Linked DNA regions of Mus musculus: all the other regions are linked to region 2. Evidence: chromatin contacts called from public HiChIP or PLAC-seq and promoter capture Hi-C data. All regions are on one chromosome and are shown on one strand. The core of a region is the stretch at or near the end of the contact, and the rest is flanking DNA. Distances in the headings are between cores, read along the strand shown.

Region 1 (4,805 bases), core at 339-2,838, 580 kb before region 2:
CTGCATGCTGGATCTGTCTCAGGCCTTCTCTTTCCTCATTTCTCATGTCTGAGCCAGGGCATGTAGCAATACGCCCATAGTGAGGATGGTTATTGCTGCAAAGAGAACACCGAGGCTCAGTGAGGCCACTTTCTCAGATCGCATGGGAAGAAATGATGTCAACGTCTTTGCCCGCATCCCAGGCCACCTTTGCTGGCAGAATATTCTTAGGTTCCCAGGGGGCTGTAGTTCAGCAATAGAACTGTGTGGCCCTCTTCTTATCCCAGGCAATTGAGAAGGCTTATGCTGTAGGCTGTTTTGAGCAGATCTATGTGGCCATCCTGCAAGCCTTTGGTCAAAGATTTTCCTCCAGAAGTTCTCCCAGGCTACCCACGTAGCTATGGAAACCCCGGTGGGAACCAGAAACCCTGAGCTCTTGTCAAGATCTGTTACCCCTGCTGCTGGACCCCTACAGCATCTGAGATATGGGGTGTGATGGACTGCCCATCTCCCAGATGAGGAAACTGAGGCTCGACAGTTTGAAAATATTTCCTAGTATCACCCAGCAAGCTGTTCAGGGGCAGGGCTAAGGCAGGACTTCTCTCTGGGCACAGTTTACTGTTCCACAAGATGGGGGCAATGCTGATCTCTAGTCTACATTGGGAGCCTCACATTTCAGGTTTGGGGAGTCCCTCCAATCCTCTTGGTTGGACTACCCACCTTTTATGCCAGTCCACCATTACAGCACCTCGCTCTCTAGCATGGAGCCAGACTACCTTAGCTTTGAACTCCTGTCTGCTGCTGCCTGGCTGTGTGACCTCAGACAGGAGTGTATCTGCCTCTCTGGTCTCTTGGACATGTTCATTTTTGGCTTCCATGGCTGACAGTGACATTAAATGAGGTGGCACTGGGTGGATTGAGGTCCTTTGGGTTACAGGTACCCTTTACAGCTATAGCTTTGTCACTCAGGATTAACCAACTGCGCCCTCCAATCCCAGATGCCAAGGACACGTGATACTGGACACAAGAGGCCTGGGTTCTTATCCTATCTCTCCCTGGCTGACATTTTCAAACCCTGAAGGTCAATCAAGCTTGGTCTCCGCCAGGGCTCATGCACCCATCATAGTCTATGTTCTCTCCAGAAGGGATTTTAGGATCAGAGAGGTTCTGAGACTGGCTGAAGATGGCCAGCATGCAAGAGACAGAAGTGCCACTCGGTCTCCATGGTTCCTGAGACCACGATCCTGGCGGCTCCTATTACAGGCTGTCTACTCATCCCCTGGGCCCAAGTAACCACATATACCTCCAACCCTAGTTCACTCTAGAGAGCCTATGCTGTGGACCTGAGCTTGGGCTCTAAAAATCCAGCCCATTAATATACAGGTGTTTGTAGTTAGAAGAAAGGCCTGTGTTGGTGAGTTAACCCTCCTCTCCCTGCCCCGTCCTGCTCACCTGTGTATGGAATCCTGGTGTTCTGTGATGCTTCTAGGCCGGACAGCAGTGGATTCCCAGAGCCCAGAGCCTGCTGCTGTCCTCAGAAAGCGGAAGTCTGGGTCCCTAGAGGCAGGAAGAACCTTCCCTTGCTGTCCCCTCCCAAGGCCCAACAGGCTGACCCTCTCTCTATCACCCCTCTGTTCCTCCCATCCTGCTGCCCTCAGGAAGTTTCAGGTCCTGTTTCTGCTTCTGGGGGGAAATTACTGTAAATGACGACGCTGACCAGCCTGGTTTCGCCAACTCAGCACCTGTGGATGGGGTTGGTGGTGGGAGGTCGGGAGTACGACCTGTTCTTAGGGACTATCCCCAGATGGCTGCTTGCCTGCCAGCGTCTTGTGAGCACATGACTTCTACAGAGAAGTTCCTCTATGGATACAGAGTGGCCCATCTATGGCCTGTTTTGACTACAGCTCTGTATCTTGCCGGCTAAATGCTCCCAATATAGGGAGCCCCAGTTTTCCTTGCCACTGCATGATGGAGCCGTGTCTGTATACACTCTGTGGCTCTCACCGGCCTCCAGCCTGGGAGGCTGTGGGACCGGAGAAGACGGGGAAGCAAACGAGAGCGTGCAGCTCGTGAATTGTTAATGGCCTTTCATGTCCTCAGCTTCCCCCTTTCTGGCCTTATCTCTTCCTCTGCCTCCCTCTCCCCACCTCTGCTCTCGTCTCTGTCTTCAGAAAATAATCTAATAATGAATTTTAAATGTATTCATTACTTATTCATTCACCTCCTTCCACTCGCAACAGGGCTTGGAGCCCTTGACAATAACAGCCACAGAGAAGGGACTGCTCCCTATGGAATGACAGCAAGACAGAGCTGCGGAGGGGCTTGGAGGTCACTGTGCCCACCCTGTCCCTCACTTTACACTCAGGGAAATGAGGTCCAGAGGCATGAGTTATCATCCAACCGGACTTTGTTGGAGGGGGGCACAAATACTATGAGCTATAGTCTAGGGAAGAAGGCCTTAAGGGGTAGCAAAGAGTCCTGTCCTTTGAGGGCATCCCTTTATGGGAGGCTGGAGTTAAACATTAAATGTTTCTGTGGTAAATGTCACAGAAAAATCAGTGAATTTTAGAACCCATGCTCCAGAGCAGACCCAGAAGCCAGAGAGCTCTGGGGCCAGGGTCTAGCTGTGCTGCTGTGACTGTGTGTAAGTACAGCCAGGTGTCACCCAATACCCAGAGGGACAAGAGGAAAAGAGGATGACTCAGCCAGGTTCAAAAGAGATGGGAGAGCTGAGGGCCATGTGCCCAGGGAACCGGCTGTCACTTACTTAGCTTTGAGGCAGGGTCTCACTCTTTTTATCCCAGGTTGGCCTCAGACTTAAAATCCCGTGGTCTCTCTGTCTCCCACGTACTGGAATTACAGGTGTGCATCGTGATCACCAGCCTCGGGTCCCTCTGAGGGTCCTAGGCTGAGTCTCTGATTCCTGAGTAAATTGCCAGTAAGAAAATCTGAACTCCCTAAGTTTGAACCCCAGTTTCCAGTCATATAGGCCAAAGCATGTTCTTAACTGGGGTTCTCTCAGGTCTACATCAGAGATGGTAGAGCCTGTTTCCTGGGGCTGTTGGTGAAACAGGGGAGGAACCTTCAAAGTCCAGGGCCCTCAGACACAGTATTATGTATATGAAGAGGGGACAGACTTGGAGCAGACAGGGTCTATACATCAGGACCAGGCACTGAAAGGGTGCCTGAGCCTTGACCTCTGAGTGAAGCATGGTACTGCTTCCTTCACGTCCTGATAGAGAGGGTGACACCTACTATGTGGGAAAAACAAGAGAAACTCCAGTTGCCCAGGGCCCAAAGAAGTCTCCTGCAGATGGGTTCTGCTTCCTGCCCTGTCCCGCCTTTCAGTGCCCGTCCCTCAGCATGGCCAACAGGCTGGCACATTCTGAGGTCTGTTCCTCTTGATACAGTGAGGACAAGGAAACACTTTTGGAGGAAAGGCCTGGGCGAGCAAACCTTGTTTTCTGAGCACAGGCTCGGCTCTGGCAGCATGGCTGACCCAAGTGCTGTATTGATTTTTTTTTTTTAACCAAAGAAAAATGAGAAGATTTATCACACAGGGCATCGCTGGGTGACCTGTTAAGTGGCTGATGGAGGGACAGCTGGGAATGCTGTGGCCAGTGACCCAGGCTGGCCGTGCCAAGTGCCCAGATGTGGTGATCCAGGCGGGGTTCCTCAGCCCCGGCTCTGTGTGTGTGTGTGTGTGTCCTTGTATGCACATGTGTGCATCTGTCTTTATATCACTCTGTGACATCTTACCCATTTCATGAGCCCCTATTGCGTGCCAGGCAGGCATCCTAGGAGTCCCACATAGGACTGTTCACAGTCCTGTGAGGAACGCTGACCCTTCAGCCCACCTACTACTGCCTTGGGGCTTGAAACCTAGTTCTGTTTTTTTTTTTTTTTTTTTTTTTTTTTTTTTGGTTTTTCGAGACAGGGTTTCTCTGTGTAACCCTGGCTGTCCTGGAACTCACTCTGTAGACCAGGCTGGCCTCGAACTCAGAAATTCGCCTGCCTCTGCCTCCCAAGTGCTGGGATTAAAGGCGTGCGCCACCACGCCCGGCTCCTAGTTCTGTTTTAAGTCAGTCTTTAGGTTGACTCTATATACAACCAGACTCGGAAACTGAGCTCTACAGAGTCCTGAGTTTGAGTTCCAAGTCTATGAAAGGTGCTGTGGGGACTCATGGGGGAGTCAGGTCAGGCTTCATGGAGGAGGTGATCTTGGTAGAAGGACATTGTCCAAGTTGTGTGGGTGGGTCCTGTAGAATGCAGGGACGGAGAGGATAAAATGACCTCTTGCAGAATGAAAAGACCAAACTGGACACACAACACTCATTCACCTGAACTAGAGGCAATTGATTGATTGATTGATTGGTTGGTTGGTTGGTTGATTGATTGACTGATGTCAGGGATACACACTAAGCTGCTATACTCTGCCACTGAACTCCATAAGCCTCATGTGACAGGGTGAGATCCCAGCTGGATAGGACTGGTTCTCCCAGACTGAGGGGACCTCTTTCATACCGCTCTGCCCCAGACAGTTACACTTCATGATTTTTTTTTTAAGTTTCATTTTTAATTGTGTGTGGGGGGGGGGCACTCCATAGCAAGGGCAGGTGCCTGTGGAGTCTGGAAAAGGACATCAGATCGCCTGGAGTCACAGGCTGCTCATTGTAAGCTGCCTGACTGGGGTGCTGGGGCCTAAACCCCAGTCCTCTGCAAGACCAGCACGTGCTCGTTACCACTGAGCCGCCCTCTCACCTGACAGCCGCACTTTGGGTTTTCTGCCAGCAGGTACCCACGGTAGGCCTCCCTAGTCCTCTGAA
Region 2 (5,209 bases), core at 562-3,061:
ATAGCACGAGGCAGGATTGTGTCCTCCTTTGTCCCCTTTAGCAGAACAGGGACCACTGAGGACCACAACTGGGCATGCCTTCTCTGTCTGTCCCATCCCCCTGCGAGGAGCAGATGCAGGCCTTATTAGGTGCTATGCTGGGAGCCTGGGCTGAGGCCAGAGTGTTGGCAGGCCCACTTGGATGTACTTTCTGCTCTTCATGCTATGAGTTGGTCCCTCATAGTTATGCCCACAGGGCAGAGAAGAGCCCAGTCTTTTGGAGATGGTGTCTCTGTGGAATAGGGTCAGGATGTCAGTGTTTTCTCAGGTCCCCAAGTGTCTGGCTCCTATCACAGAGAACATACTTTCCGGACAGGGCTGGCGCCATTCAGTGAACTGGGCATTTCCTTCTGTCCACAGCCCACCTAACTCCTGGCTGCAAAGTCTGCTAGGAGTTTTCTGGAACCTAGCAACTCACAGGAAACAATGGAAACTTGGGTTTGTATTTTTTTCTCCCTCTATCATCACTCAAAGGGTTTTCCTCAAAGGCACACACATACTTCAGTTATTTTTCTCTCCACCCATTAGCCTGGGGCTTCCTGGAAATTTTCAGTCAAAAAAAGGGGACCCTGGGTAGGTGGTAAAGACACACCCCAGCTCCAGGCTTGTGTGTCTGCCCCTGGGATGCAGCAGGGTTGCCTCAATGCCAGTGACTTGGCAAGAACACCTGAGACTGAGGCTCTGGAAGAGCCTTGTCTGAACCTGGGTATACAAAGTGATACATCTCTGGGACTGATGTATGTGAATCAGAGTGGGTCTATGAGTGATTCAGATCGTCTGTGGCATAGGGGTAGGAGCACCATCTTGTCCAGTATCACGCACTGGGATGAATGTGTGGAGGAAAAATGTAGAACATATAGGCTGGTGAGTGTGTGAAAAAGCACATAAGCCCTAGCACAAAATGTGTGAGGAACTGGGTGTGTGATTGGTGTGTGATCCAGACTAGAGAGAGAACTCAGTGGGAAGAGATATTTGCCACAAAGCTCTGTTACCTGAGTTGGATCCCGGAACCCACATGCTAGGAGACCATTACTTTCCAAAACACCTCTGAGCTCCACATGTGCACTGGGGCATGTATGTAGGCGCACGCGCGCGCGCGCGCGCACACACACACACACACACACACACACACACACACACACACACAGAGGTACAGAAAACAAACACAATAAATAAAAGCCACTTTATAGCTTGTTGGGATGCTTGAGTCTGTAGAAAGGTAAACAAAAAGGTAAACAGGTACATGGAGTGGATGTGAGCAGCTGAGTGCATGTGAGATCCCCCTCTCTCGAAAACTGCTGTGCACTCCGTGTGGAGCACGTGGTGTGAAGGAGCGGCGTGTGCGGAGGGCTCGAGGCCCTGCCAGGTGGCGTCTCAGTCCTATCCCACACTCCAAGCCACGTCTGGCGTGGAGCCGGTTGGGCCTCATCCCACATCGAGGGGGATTGGGGCCCAGACAAAGGCACAGTCGGCCGCGCCGCTCCTCCAGAGAGCCTAGCTCGCGGCTAGGAGGCGGGGGCCGCCGCTGAGGGGGCGGGGCCAGGTCTTGTTAGGGGCGTGGTCTATATGGTCAGGACGCGTTGCCTCGGGGGCGGAACCTGGTCTTGTGGGGTGTGGCTAAATGTTTGGAGGTGGGGCCTAGGGCTCCTGAACTTGGCGCCTCGGGGGCGGAGCCGGAGACCCGGGGGCGGGGCGTGCACGGGAGGGCGGGGACGGGAGTTGGTTGGGGGGGTGGGGGGTGGGAAAGAGGCGAGCAGTCCGAAGGACTCGGCAGGACAGCGAGCTGGTGGCTGCGGGAGGCGCCGAGCGAGCCAGCGAACGAGGCCGGGCCATGGGGCAGCGGGCAGTGGGCTCGTTGCTGCTGGGGCTGCTGCTGCACGCGCGGCTGCTAGCGGTGAGTTTGCGTGACCGAGGGCCGAGGGCGGGGGGCGCGCGCCAACTTGGCGGGGCCACCGGAGGCTGCTCGGCTGGGACTCTGGCCCGGGACGGCCGCGCCCGCGAAGGACCCTGGGCTGGCACTGGCCAGCGCCACCCTTGCAGCGTGGGGCTTTCCTAGGGGACGTCCCAGGGATCCAGCGTGGAGGTCAGGGGCCGTCCCCGCAAGCGTGGAAATCGGAGGGTCGCCGGCCACGTTGTTCAGGCTCAAAGTCGCCTCTGGGCATGGCCCGGCCTGCAGTTCTGGCGTGTGGGGGGGCTGACGGAGAAACTTCTAGCAGGGTGGGAACTTGGCAGGACAAGGGTATTCCTTTCTGCTGCCAACTTGGCAGAAGGGGCAGTTCATGGTGATGGGTACCCTGTCAGTCGTCGCTGGAACTTTACCATGCTATCCTCTGGGGGGAGATTATGATCAGGCAGTCAAAAGTTAAAACTTGGAACAAAACTAAGCCTTGTGTGGAGCACCCCATGGACCCTGGAGTTTTCTAAGCCATAAGCTAAATCAATCACTGCGTTGCACTGAGCCTCCGTGAGACCTGCAGAGAGCTAGTTAACCTCTGGGAGGTAGTCCCACGTGGGTAAAGGGAACTCAGAATGGGAAGCCTCAGGGCAGAATGGGCCTGGATGGAATGAGTGCTGGGTGCAGCGCTTACTACAAGCCAGCCCAAGAGCAGCTGAGAGTCCCCAGGATTCTTCCACCACCTCCCAAGTGGGATGCTGTGTGTGCTCCTTCAGTTCTGCCCTTACCCTGAGCTCACAAGGGGCCACAAGGAGGAGAAGGGAACTCTTGAGTCAGGAATCCTAAGACCTGGAAGGCACTTGGCAGGAGAGGCCCAGAGGACCTGAGTGACCTCACGGAGGACAGGGTGGAGTTGATGGACCCGGCAGGCAGAGGGTGGAAGATGAGGGTGGGGTACCTCTGGGCCCTGCTGTGGTGAGCCACAGAGCCCAGGTGCTCCTAGACAGTCTCTATCCCTGTTCCCTGTTCTTGGAGCCAAGAGGGTGACTTTTCCAACTAGGCCAGTGTTTACCCAGTGACTGCTTCTCTGTCCTTGCCTGGCTGGCTCTCTATCACCTCTGCCCTCTTGAGTCACTCCTTAACCGCCCACCAGGCTTGACCCTTTTCTGTTTCTGCCACACCCACGTAGCACCTCTCCTCCCCACCCTCTACAGAGCAGCCTTCTCCTCTAACCTTCTGTCTGGCCTCTCACCCCAACACTCAACTGCAGGGCACTGCGGTTGCTCCCCATTCAGCCTGAACTTGTAACTCCTAAGACCGATGTTCCCTTCCTTAAGGCAATGACCTAGACCTGGGATGCTATCTATTCCTGGTCTCCCCTCAGCTCTGCCCCCTGCTGAAGGGCTCCCTCATGTATGGGCTACACAATGGCAGGAGTGGAGGGTGGAACTGTTTGCGGAGGGCCAGAGGAATTCTACTGGAATTCCCTGACTGCCTCCACTGCCCCATTCTCTTTTTCATTCACCAAATCTTAATTGAACAGCATTCCGGGACAGCCATGGGAGTCCCCCAGGCTCATTCATTGGGAAGATACTTTCCTTACCGCTATTGTATGCTGGCCCTCGGTAGGGCTGAGGCGGGTTGGGTGAGTTGGGACACGCCCTTCGCTGCCCTCTAGGACTCAGCCTGGTGGGCCGTGATTCACTGGAGAGAAGAGCAGGCAGCCCTGAAGCTATAGGATCTTAGATGCCGCACAACAGTCACGTGGAAGTCATCGCTGACCCACCCAAGCTCAGAGTTGGCCCCCTCCCACAAAGAGCTTAGCCTCAAGGGTCTTACCGACCCAGTTAGAGTCCTAACTTTTCAAGCCTGAGGTCCACATCTGTGAAATGGGTGGAGTGTCAGGAAGAACCGTTTTCTAGCCCATGTCCCAGCAAGCCTTGCCCCACTGCCCTGGCTCTCCTCAGCCCGTCAGTTTGATTCTAGGCACAGTCAGGTGGGGGAGGGCAGCTTACCCCAGGCCGAAGAGTCTAAAGCCTCATTGGAGGCAAGGACAGTGGTCTATGATTACGCGGGGGAGTAATTTCTGTTCTGGGGATAGGATGGGACCAAGCCTGGCTGACTCAGGGCCTACCCTGGCCTGTTGACCCTTTCCTTCCGACTGCATCGTAGGCCTTTCTTTCTCAGGACCAGCCCCACTGTTGATAGGAGTCTTGAGGGATGGCAGGGATAATGACAGTGTTTTCCAGGCCGAGGGGGGAAGTGGCTGAAATACCTGCTTCCTGCCTCCCTTAGATTTCTTTGCAGGGAAGGCTGCTGGTGGAAGCTGAGGAATTTCTCCTTCCTGGAGTGACCTCAGCTCTCCCCTCCTTACAGCTGGCTACCCTGTCCCCACTCCCCACCCCCATCACTAGCCCCCCTCCCGGCAGTTACCCACATTGTTCCAGACCTGTGCCCAGGAGAAGGGCAGAGCAGGACCATCCTTAGAGTCTTGGCCGAGGCCAGACTGCAGTGATGTGGTTCCCGCCACCCCCACCTCCAGGCTGAGCCCTGGGTGTCTGCGGAGTCGTCTAGGCCTTGTCTGGCTTGGCCCGGGCCTGCTCTCAGGATGAGCACAGGCAAGTTAGGATCTGTGGACTTCAGTCCTTGTCTGGGAGACGACTTTTTTGAAAGGTGCTTGAAGCTGAGAGTAGGTTCAGGTTTTGGAAGACAGACACAGGCAGAGGAAGATCTTGGGGTGCAGGACAGGTAGTGGCGAAGTGCTGTAGATGGGTCTTTTGTATTTAGTGGCCACTGATTGAGCTAAGTTTCTCAGCATGTCTTCACGTTGCTTCCCTTCTTACTGAGAAGGACAGCCCTGCCCCCCAGCACCCCACTCCCTCTGGGACTGTCCTGTCCACTCTCCTGCCTTGTGCTTTACTAACTAGGTTTCTGTTTTTTGGGTTTTTTTGTTTTGTTTTGGGGGAGGGGGTTCGAGACAGGGTTTCTCTGTGTAGTCCTGGCTGTCCTGGAACTCACTCTGTAGACCAGGCTGGCCTCGAACTTCAGAAATCTGCCTGCCTCTGCATCCCCAATGCTGGGATTAAAAGGCGTGAGCCACCATGCCCGGCTAAGTTTTTGTTCTTGTGTCTGCTGTTCTGTCAGCTTGTCCCTGTAGCCTCAGGCCTCCTCTCCTTCAGGTCTTTATAATTCTGCTTAGCACCCCCCTCCCCGCCCCTGTTCCTTTCTCCCACCTTCACATCCCCTTCCCCCAGGCAGCACTGAGAATGGAACCCA
Region 3 (5,006 bases), core at 1,363-3,862, 1.0 Mb before region 2:
GTGCCTGGTGGTTTCTCTATAGTATCACAGATTTTACTTAGTTTTGGAAACAGCATCTCACCCAGGCTTTACACAAACTCATAGTCCTTCCGAAGTGTTGAAATTACAGACATGCATCACTGTGTTTGGATTATCACATTTAATTAATCAACTAATTAACTAATTAACTAATCCTTTGGTGCTGGGAATTGAACCTAGGACTTAGTGCTTGCTAGGCAAATGCTCTACCATTGAGCCAGTTTGCCAAATCTAAACAAATACCACACGGATCACCTATCACAAACGGAGGGACAGAGGCTCAGTGAACTCCTGTGAGCTGGGAAATAGGTTTGTCACATCACAACTCGAGTTTCACAAAAATGTGTGAGTTTCATGCCCAGAATCACTAAGGAACAAATGAACAGTTTGCTTATTTAATTAGAGACAGAGAATTATGTAGCCCAGAACGGCCTCAGGCCCACTAAGTTGCTGGGGATGAGAATGGCCTCAGGCCCACCACGGTGCTGAGGATGGCCTTAACTTTGTTTTAAAAAACCTTTATTTTAAATCCCTGTACTCAGGAGGCAGAGGCAGACCTCTGAGTTTGAGGCCAGCCTCCCTTACAGATCTAGTTCCAGGACAACCAGAGCTACACAGTGAAACCCTGCCTTGAAAACATCGACAACACCACCAACCAACTTTATTTTTATTTATTAATTTTTTCATGTGGATGAGTGTTTTTTTTTAAACGATTTATTTATCATTATATCTAAGTACACTGTTGCTGTCTTCAGAAGCACCAGAAGAGGGCATCAGATCTCATTACGGATGGTTGTGAGCCACCATGTGGTTGCTGGGAATTGAACTCAGGACCTTCAGAAGAGCAGTCAGTGCTCTTAATCGCTGAGCCATCACTCCAGCTCCCATGGATGAATGTTTTGCTTATGTGTATGTATGTGTATCATGTATGTACCTGGTGCCTGCAGAGACCAGAAAAGAGTATTCGATCCTTTGGAGTTGGGGCTGCAGAGTGTTGTGAGCTTCCATGTGGGTGTTGGGACAGAACCTGGCTCCTCTGCAAAATGCTCTAACAAATAGGCTATCTCCCCAGTTCTGAACTCTTTCTTTCTTTCTTTGAGACAGGATTTCACTATGTAGCTCTGGTTGTCCTAGAACTTACTATGTAGACCAGGTTGGCCTAGAACTCACAGAACTCTGCCCGCCCTCTGCCTCCCAAGTGTTGGGATTAAAAGCATTTGCTACTATGCCGGTCTCTGCAGTTGAATTCCTGAGTTTTCTGGCTTTACCTCCTGAGTGCTGGAATTAGAGGTATATGCTACCACATCCAACTATGCAGTGTTTGTGATTGAAGCCAGGGCATTGTGCATACTAGACAAATGCTCTACCAACAGAACTGTATCCCCAGCCCCAAAGGGTACTCCAGGTTGGCCCTAAATGTGTGATTCTCCTGTTTCACCCTCTTCAGCATTTGCCTACCAGCGCTCATGGCCATGGATGGCATTATTTTTTAAGACATGTTTTCTTATTTGTAGCCCTGCTTGTCTCAAACTAGCAATGCACCTGCCTGCTGAGTGCTGGGATTAAAGATAGGAATGTGCCACTGCCACACCCAGCTGGAGGTCAACAGGATACAAGTTATAATGTATCCACGGCCCTGTGAGAGCTGGAGTCAATGCCACCAGGTACAGAGAGCAAAGAGGGTTGGTCTTTTTGCCTTGGGAGAAATAGGAGGACGCACACAGGAGATGAGGTGACAAGCAGAAGGGCGGATGTGGGAAAGCGGTGGGTGTGCTAAGGGAAGTTTGGGTAAACTTCAGAGCGTGTGTATGAAGGTAGGAAGTGAGAATACCAGGCCATGGATTTGGCCTTTGTTCCATAGGCAATAAAGAGCTTACACAAGAGGCGTCTCCAGAGACCAGCCATACTCCTGCAGTCAGAGAGGAAGCAGCTCTTAGCCATCTGTGTCCCGGCTTGTGCAGGCTGCTGGGTGCCAGCGCGTGGGAGGGCGCCCACAGAACGTCTCTGAATGTGGCCTGTGCGCTGCAGGATTTAGGTCCTGAGCTACCTTCAAAGTCCACTTCCCCCCAGGGGTTCTCTTGGCCCTAGTACTTTGTACATAGAAGGCATTGGGGGGACTTTTTGAGACCATGTGGCCCACTGCCGATTCCCATTTTAAAGAAGGAAAAGTAAGGGATATAGATGGGAAAGGACTTTCCTGGCAGCACCTGAGGAATGAATGTGGAGCCAGTGGGACTAGAAGTCATGACCTCTGAGCCACGCCCAGTCCCTTCTCCACACTCACTGAGTAAGAGGTGTTTGGTTGAGCGATGACTTCATTTCAGGCCCTAATCCCTTTGCATGGACGATTTTACTGCACCCTCCCAACGTCTCTGAAAGCGTTTCTTTTGAGCGCGGTCTTGCCTTCCAAGTCAGGTTTCCTCCGGAGCCTAGCCCAGGTCCGGGGCACCTAGCTAGGAAGGCAATGAAAACTTGGCTGGGTTCAAACCTTGGGCTTGGAAGTGGGAGGGCTTAAAAAAAGGACCAAAGGAGGCGTGGCCTGGCATACGCCCCGCCCCGGAGCGCTGACGCCACACAAGGCCCCGCCCCTCATTGTCAGTCTGGGGGAGCCTGAGCAGGCGCCGGCCGCTGGGAGCGGAGCGCCGGATCCTCCGGCGGCGGGAGCGCGGGCCGCAGCCGCTGAGGTGAGGCGGCGGCGGGAGTGTGGCGAGGCGGGCGGCCTGGGAGTCCGGCTTGTGTGCCGGGGGTGAGGGGGTCTCGGCCGGGGTGTCCCGGGGACGGCGGGGAGTGCGCGCGGGTTCTGGAAGCGGAGCCGGGAAGGGGAGGTCTCCGGTGGGCCAGCCGGAGAGAGTGTGGCTGGAGTTGGAGGGAGAGACTCAGAGATTTTTTTTTCTTCCTGAGGAGGGGGAGGGACGTTTCTGAGGAGACTGGGGAGACGCCGAGTGAGGGCGAGCGCGGCTGTGGCGGCCAGGGAGGGAGGCGTCGGGGTCCTCGCCGGGCTCCGCGGGGCGGCGAGCCGGGAGGAAGGAAGTGAGCGGACAGGAAGGGCCGCGGCCGGTGTGCGGGACGCGACGCGCGGGGGGCCGGGGAGAGGCCCGCGGCGGCCCCGGGGCGTCCGCAGCTGTCGGCCCCGGGGCTGCGGCCCGCCCGCCCGCCCGCGCGGCTCCCGCCGGCGCGCTGCTCCCGTCTCGCGGGCCAGACCGCCGCGGCCCGGGAAGGAATTCGAGGCATTCGCTTTGTTTAAGTTGCCAGTCGACAGTCCCGAGGACTAATTAATGGTGGAATCTGCAGGGGCACTCGGGTAGCCGCCGGCCCCCTCCCGCCGCCGCGGTGAACTTTCCGCAGCGCGCACCCCGCCCCGCGGCCCGGCAGGGAAGGGAGCCATGGCTTCCCGAAGCGCAGGAATGAAGTGCGGTTTCGGGAGCCGCTTTTGGCCTGCGGCTGGCCAGGCGACTAGCGAGGTGGAAGCCGGCGTCCCGGGCACGGGCACTGGCACGGCGGGGCTGGTGGGTTCCGCAGCCCGGTGGGGACCTCTCCGAGGTGCCTGCGGTTTCTGCTAATTACCTCGCAGGAGCCTCAGCCGGCCGAGAAAGACCCATCTTGCTATGGAGCATCTGTTTCTTCATCGCGTCAGCCCCTTTCCTAACACTGCAGAGCTTGTTGTGGCTTGTTTCGGAAATGCCGAGGCGGGTGCTCACACTTCGGGGTGGGAGAGGGGAAGAGAGCAGGCAGCCCCCCCCCCCATCCCCCTTCACACACCTCCAAAAAAAAAAAAAAAATCTCCGCAGTGTTCTTTAACCGAGCAGCTTGCAGATTCTCTGTCGCACCTTCGATGACTTGAATGACCTTGGGGGAAAGGATTGTGCTTCTGAGCGCCTCGTGGTGGCTTTTCTGTCCATTCAGGAGAAAATAACTCTCTGGACCTCAGTGCCTTTTGGAAGATATTTTTGAGATTTGGGGTTTGTTCAGGGTATTTCTTTTTGTCCTTTTTATTTTATTTTTTTTTCCAACTGCTGTCTGTGGTTCTGGCTTAAGGATCTGGACTAGTGACAGAGCCGGGAAGAATTCAGATCACCTAGGAAGATTTAGCAACCCCAGATGAGGGGAGGCTATTTCCTCTGGGAAAATCTGTACAGTATGTTCCAGATTGCCTTCTGTCACTTTGTGTGCAGCTTTGGTGGCATTTGTGTGGTTAAATTCTATAACCCCCTTAGAAAATTCTTCTCTTGTTAGAAATAATTGTTTTGCACAGAATTTCCCCTTGGGGCAGATTAAGGTTTTGCTCAATTTACTCGGAAGAATTTTCCAGGTTTCTAAAATTAAATCACTTTTCTAAACATAGCAGCTAAAGTTTGAAAAACTAGAAATAGTGGGATGGGTAAGGGATGGATTGGACTATGAAGGCAGGAAGTATAGGTTCACAGCTGACCATCCACTAATAACATGGAGTTTAAAAAAGATTTGTCTTCCTGTGTATGGGAATGCTCACATGAGTTCAGGTGTTTCTGAGGCCAGATCCCTCTCAAGTTTTTGTTATAGGCAGCTATGGTTGGGAGATGCCTGACATGTGTGCTGGAAACTGAACTTTGGTCTTCTGGAGAGCAAGAAGGGTTCTTAAACATTTTGCCCTCTCTCTAGTTCCCATAACATGGATTGTTTGTTAATTAGCCTTCCTCCATATTTTTTTTTAAAGCCTGAAGACCAAGAAAGGAAACTCATACTGTTGAGTTGTCATTCAATAATACTGAGTATTGAGTATATTACGTAGTCATTGCAAGCCTGTGAAGTGCTAGTTGAGCAAATTGAAGGTCAGAATGTAAAAGTGACTATCCCAAGCTCATGCATATAATCAGTAAGTAGTGGTACTGGAATTCAAAAGTCAAGTCAGCTTGGAAAGCCCACAGTTCTCTCCACCATGCTGCCTTGGGAACTGAGGAACTTAGTTTCTGCATTTTTAAGTCAGCCCACTGGGTCACTGAGGTCCTTAG
Region 4 (5,060 bases), core at 1,395-3,894, 900 kb after region 2:
TCTCGAAAAACCAAAGGGGGGAAAAAAAAAAAAGAAAGAAAAACAGAAAACAGAAAAAAGAAAACATTCTAATGATAGGTACTTGGGTGCATGGCAGTGCACACTTTTAATAGCAGCACCAGGAGGCAGAGGCAGGCAGAGATCTGAGTTTGAAGCCAGGCTGGTCTATTGTTCTGGGACAGCCAGGGCTACAAGGAGAAACCCTATTTCAACAAACAAACAAACAAACTTGTCATGGAATCTGAGTTGGGTTAGCCTGCCCTGAAATGGGAGCTAGCCTGGCGGTTTTATCCGTTTTATCACTGCTGAGAGAAAGCTTCCTGACTAATGTACACGACAACGATGCTCACCTGCCTGCCTCCAGCACTGGCTGTGAGATTACGAGAGACCCACATAGGTTACAGAGGGCTCCTCATTCTACTGAACCTTCTGACTGTGCTCTTGGTCCCTCCTTTCATCCTATTGGTTGTCTCTCACAGCTTCACACCACCTCCCCCTCCTCTTCCTCCTCCTCATGTGTGTGTGTGTTTGTCTCTCTCTCTCTCTGTGTGCTTGTGTATCTGTGTGTGTCTGTCTGTATCTGTCTGTCTGTCTGTGCATGTGTATGTTTGTCTCTCTGTGTGCCTGTCTGTGTGTATCTCTGTGTGTGTGTTTGTCTCTCTGTCTCTCTGTCTGTCTCTCTCTCTCGCTCTCTCTCTGCCACATGTGTACAGAAGCCAGACTGGGTCAGCTTCAGGTATCATTCCTCAGATACCATCCATCCACCTTGTTCTTTGAGACAGTCTCTCACTGGCTTGGAGCTTGCCAATCAGGCTAGGCTCTGTGGCCAGTGAGCCTCAAGGATCCATCTGTCTCCATCCACCCAGCACTGGGATGACAAGCGTGTGTTGTGCCTATGTTTACCGGCTCTGGAGATCAGCACTTTACTGACTGACAGGTCATCCCATCTCTTTCCTCTTCTTCCTATTTCCACAGTCCTGGCCCAAGCCCCTTGCTCACATACTCCACAAACCCCATCTCGAGAGAACTCAAAATAGCTTCAGGAAGTCCCTGAAACTGACCAGAATCACTGGACCCCTGCCCCCCTTCCAGAGTAGACAGTAAAAGCTCAGGGTCCCTCTCAGAGGAAAGACGCTGAGCTGCCTGAAAGAGGGCTACAGCAACCAAGCCACCTGGAAAGGATGCTCTCCATCTAACCTGTGAGCTGCCTGCAGGCTGTGCAGTCAACTCCAGTTTCCCAGCGTTGGAAGCTGGTACCCATGCTGGGGTGGGCCTTGGTGATACAGCTGGGTTTTTTGAGTCCTTTCTGCTCCTGTAAGTGACCCCTCACCCATATTCCTGTAGGTAAGTCCAGTTGGTTCACCAAGTTGGACTTTGGAGGTATCTGTACTTCGACCTGTTGTGGGCTCCCTCTCTGGGGTGAGTAGACTTGTGTTGCATCTCCCCAGGGAAGGTTTTGTCACACAGCTGGGTGATTCATGAAGCTCACAGAGGCTCAGTCAACAAGGCATACGAATGGGCACTGTAGTTGTCACCTGTCCACACCATGTCCCAACTGAACATGTCCTTAAGTTTACCAAGCTCCCTTCTTTCCTCCTCCTTTCTCCTTCCTTCCCTCCTCCCTTCCCTTCCTTCTTCCCTTCCCCCTCCACCCTCCTTTCTTTTCCTTCCCTTCCTCCCTCCTCTCCTCCCTCCTCCTTCCTTCCCTCCCTCCTCCCCTTCTTCCTCCCTCTCTTCCTCCTTCCCTCCCTTCTCCTTCTCTACCACTCTCTCCTTCCCTTATTCTCTTTCCCCTCCTTTTGTTCCCCTAAACCCAGACCCTTGTGTGAGCGAGTACCACACCATAGCTGCAGCCCATTCTGGCCTGCTTGAGGGTCTATAAACATGAGCTCAGGGCAGATCCTGTTAACTCAGTAAAGACTGCTGGATTCCCAGACGGTGTCTGGATCCTCTCCTCCAAAAACAAACAAACAAACAAACAAACAACGCTCTGTCTGCCTGATGCCATCCCTCCCCAGCCAATCCCAGCACCCCAGGGTGCAGGAAGGTGGGGCTTTGGGAGGTCCAGCCCTGGGTCCCATCACCAGTGCCTCCTGTAACTTAGGACATGCCTCTGGCCTCAACTTCTTCATCTTAAAATGGGTCTAATATTGGGCAGGAGGTCAGAGAAAGAACTAACGGATGGGAGGTGAATACTGGGCATACAGGACACTCAGTAAGTAATCCGAGTCTCCTGCCATGCAGGTCGTGGACGGTTTTCATTTTGGCTTCTCCCTCTAATCTCACGTGCAAATTCCCTTCCCCACTCCAGACTTCTAAGAACAGAGAGGCACTGTGCAGATAAGCAGTTGAGTGAGCCCACAGCCTCGGTGAGAGCAGGGGAGGAGCAGTGAGGAGGGGACCACGCTGTTTCTCCTCTTCACCTGTACCTGGGCCCCATTCATGCTGCCCCAGAGTGGACTCCGGCGACAGCCCTTACCAGAGAAGATCCTCCCGTCCCCGGTGAGCAGGGCAGCCCCCACAGGGAAGCGGCTGTAGGGGCAGTAGGCTGACTTCTTGGCCTCACGAGAGGACAGCAGCAGCCGCTGGACGTGCTCGGGCTCCACAGCACAGGAGGGGCGTTCCTGGGCCATGTCGGTCCGAGGCGGGTGAGCTGGTCGCTGCAGAGGAGAGGAAACCGGTGCTGGCCGTCTGCCCGCACTGGCCAAGAAGAGGTGGCTCCTCCCCCGGGGTGTGTCCCTGCGCTAGAGGGAGACCTGGAGGCTGGCTCCCAGGCTGGCGGGATGCTGGCCAGGACTTGGCAGCCCAGTGAGTCTCCCAGGGCGGGAGCCCGGAGGATATGGAGTTTACGACTGAGCTGCGGGGGTCCCACGGTGGACCGGTATGTGGTGCCCACCAGTGAGACAGTTTCCTTTAACAACTTCACTCACTGTCAACATAGATCAAGAGTGGGCCACAGGGCGGGTGCCACCTCAGTGGATGGCTGTAGACACAGTCCCAGGGAGGAGGATTCTGGGTGGGTCTGTGTGACACCTGAGGTCAAAGCTCAAAGGATCCTGATTCCTCAGAATATTTAATGGCTTGTTTTTTACACCGAGAGAAGGGTTCAGGCTGAAAGTTCAGAACTTGGGCAACCATGTCAGCGTGCCAAGTTAGAAGGTATGCGAAGCCGAGGAAACGTCTCTGTTTTCAGTAGCTTGGCTTCATTTCCTTCCTGTCCTAACCTAGCCATTAAAACCATCCCAGCTGGAGGGAAACAGGGCCCTCCTTCTTCTTCCCTCCCTTCCTCCCTCGCTTCCTTCCTTCCTTCCTCTTCATGAACCTTGTTGGGTTGGTGGTACCGGAAATGGATTTACACCCTGGCTGTTCTCTTTGTCTTACACACAAATGTTAGTGGGTTCCTTGTCAGACGTCGGCACGTTTGCTGTCTACAGTGGGGGTAGCAACAGACGTGTGGGAGCTTTGGATTAGAGTGGGCTGTGGCTTGGGTTCCAGGTATCTGTTTATTAGCTCTCCCAGGAAGAGCTGCGCTACCTCTCAGAGCCTCAGTTTCCTTATCTACAAAATGGGTGCACAATTGGCAGTCCCTTCCTGTGGTTACCAGACTGAGATGATAATATGGTCCAGGGAGTCTGTGGGGAGAGGATATAGAAGTGGCACATGGGAACACTTCAAACAAACCGGCTTATTGTCCTTAAGTGACTTGGCCAAGTCCATAGAGAGTGGGCCGGATTGCAGCCAGCACAGCCAGACATGTCCAAGTGTCGCCGGATGGTCACCAAGCAGGAGTGAATCAGCAGCTTCTCTGAGGGCTTGTGTGGTGCTGAGGACTGGGAGGAAGAAGGCAGGAGAGAGCAGAGAACGGGGCAGCATCTCCCCACTCCCACCCCCACCCCACCCCACAAGCAGACACCTCTGCCCAATAGTTTAGCAACCCTGTACCCAGGACCCTGGGCTCCTAGCCATACATAGATGAAACCCATGCCCGGCAGTGCCAGTGCCTGGTGGGTAAGTTTTGCCTCATTTTCTCCCGACATCTCCCTCCATTACGTGTCCCCTTTCACCATTTCCAGACTCAAGAGGCTTTTATGCCCCCCTCAACCCCCTGCCCCAAAGCCAGCACCAAGGACCCGGCCCTCCAGTTGCTCATTCTCCTGGGTGGGGACTTTCAGTGTGAGGACAGGTCTGTGGATGTAACTGATGCGGGACTTTCTCTAAAATGTTTAGGGGGCAGGTGTAATTACCATTGGGAAAAAGATGGTGGTGTTCTCCATCCGTACAGCAGGCCTGGCATAGAATTCAATGTGTAGTCTCCTCTATTCACCTCACCCTGAGAAGATAAAGGGACAGGAAAGGGACAGGCAGGAGGGCTCAGCTGGTAAAGAGCTTGGCCAGCAGGCTTGACAACCTGAGTGAGGGCCCCAGGAGACAAGAAAATGACTCTCCAGAGCTGCCCACTGACCCTCAAGTGCATGCCATGGTGAGTATGCACCCAGAGTCACATGGCACAAACAACATGTTTGCTCATGTGCATACACACACACACACACACACACACACACACACACACACAGAGAGAGAGAGAGAGAGAGAGAGAGAGAGAGAGAGAGAGAGAGCTTTTGTATCTTGCGTTTCTCTTTCCTTGAATTGCTTAACTTGTACTCCCTCTTGAGGATGTACTATAATTCTTTCCTTTTAAAATATTTTATGTTTATTATTGTTTAAAGATTTATTTATTTATTATATGTAAATATACTATAGTTGTTTTCAGACACACCAGAAGAGGGCATCTGATCTCATTAAAGATGGTTGTGAGCCACCATGTGGTTGCTGGGATTTGAACTCAGGACCTCCAGAAGAGCAGTCAGTGTTCTTGACCACTGAGCTATCTCTCCAGCCTCCACTTATTATTATTATTATTATTATTATTATTATTATTATTATTATTACTATTACTATTACTATTATTGGTTTTTTGAGACAGGGTTTCTCTGTGTAGCCCTGGCTGTCCTGGAACTCACTCTGTAGACCAGGCTTGCCTTAAACTCAGAAATTCACCT

Evidence for each region. HiChIP or PLAC-seq counts read pairs in DNA pulled down with a chosen protein or histone mark. Capture Hi-C pulls out chosen DNA fragments and counts their contacts.
Region 1: a contact with region 2 is called in an H3K27ac HiChIP or PLAC-seq map of microglia, with 5 times the contacts expected there. The contact joins the promoter of C1qb here to the promoter of Hspg2 in region 2. A contact is called at or near these places in 2 of 39 promoter capture datasets (hippocampal neurons and liver) and 2 of 115 datasets of contacts at active chromatin or transcription factors (bone marrow-derived macrophages and microglia).
Region 3: a contact with region 2 is called in a FOXA1 HiChIP or PLAC-seq map of pancreatic cancer cells. The contact joins the promoter of Luzp1 here to the promoter of Hspg2 in region 2. A contact is called at or near these places in 3 of 39 promoter capture datasets (cranial neural crest, hippocampal neurons and liver), 1 of 484 Hi-C or Micro-C datasets (embryonic stem cells) and 2 of 115 datasets of contacts at active chromatin or transcription factors (embryonic midbrain and pancreatic cancer cells).
Region 4: a contact with region 2 is called in a promoter capture Hi-C map of liver, with 3 times the contacts expected there. The contact joins the promoter of Cda here to the promoter of Hspg2 in region 2. A contact is called at or near these places in 1 of 39 promoter capture datasets (liver), 1 of 115 datasets of contacts at active chromatin or transcription factors (pancreatic cancer cells) and 1 of 9 other capture datasets (liver).

What each region holds. Positions count from the first base shown.
Region 1 is chr4:136,884,612-136,889,416 of GRCm38.p6, forward strand. It overlaps C1qb (complement component 1, q subcomponent, beta polypeptide), which reads right to left and starts at 1,589. Exons shown (of 3, transcript NM_009777.3): 1 at 1,432-1,589.
Region 2 is chr4:137,466,992-137,472,200 of GRCm38.p6, forward strand. Hspg2 (perlecan (heparan sulfate proteoglycan 2)) reads left to right here and starts at 1,812. Exons shown (of 97, transcript NM_008305.3): 1 at 1,812-1,933. The coding sequence starts at 1,871. Gm13010 (a long non-coding RNA gene) reads right to left here and starts at 151. Exons shown (of 3, transcript XR_881513.1): 1 at 1-151.
Region 3 is chr4:136,467,149-136,472,154 of GRCm38.p6, forward strand. It overlaps Luzp1 (leucine zipper protein 1), which reads left to right and starts at 2,613. Exons shown (of 5, transcript NM_024452.2): 1 at 2,613-2,702.
Region 4 is chr4:138,365,311-138,370,370 of GRCm38.p6, forward strand. Cda (cytidine deaminase) reads right to left here and starts at 2,645. Exons shown (of 4, transcript NM_028176.1): 1 at 2,480-2,645. The coding sequence starts at 2,633.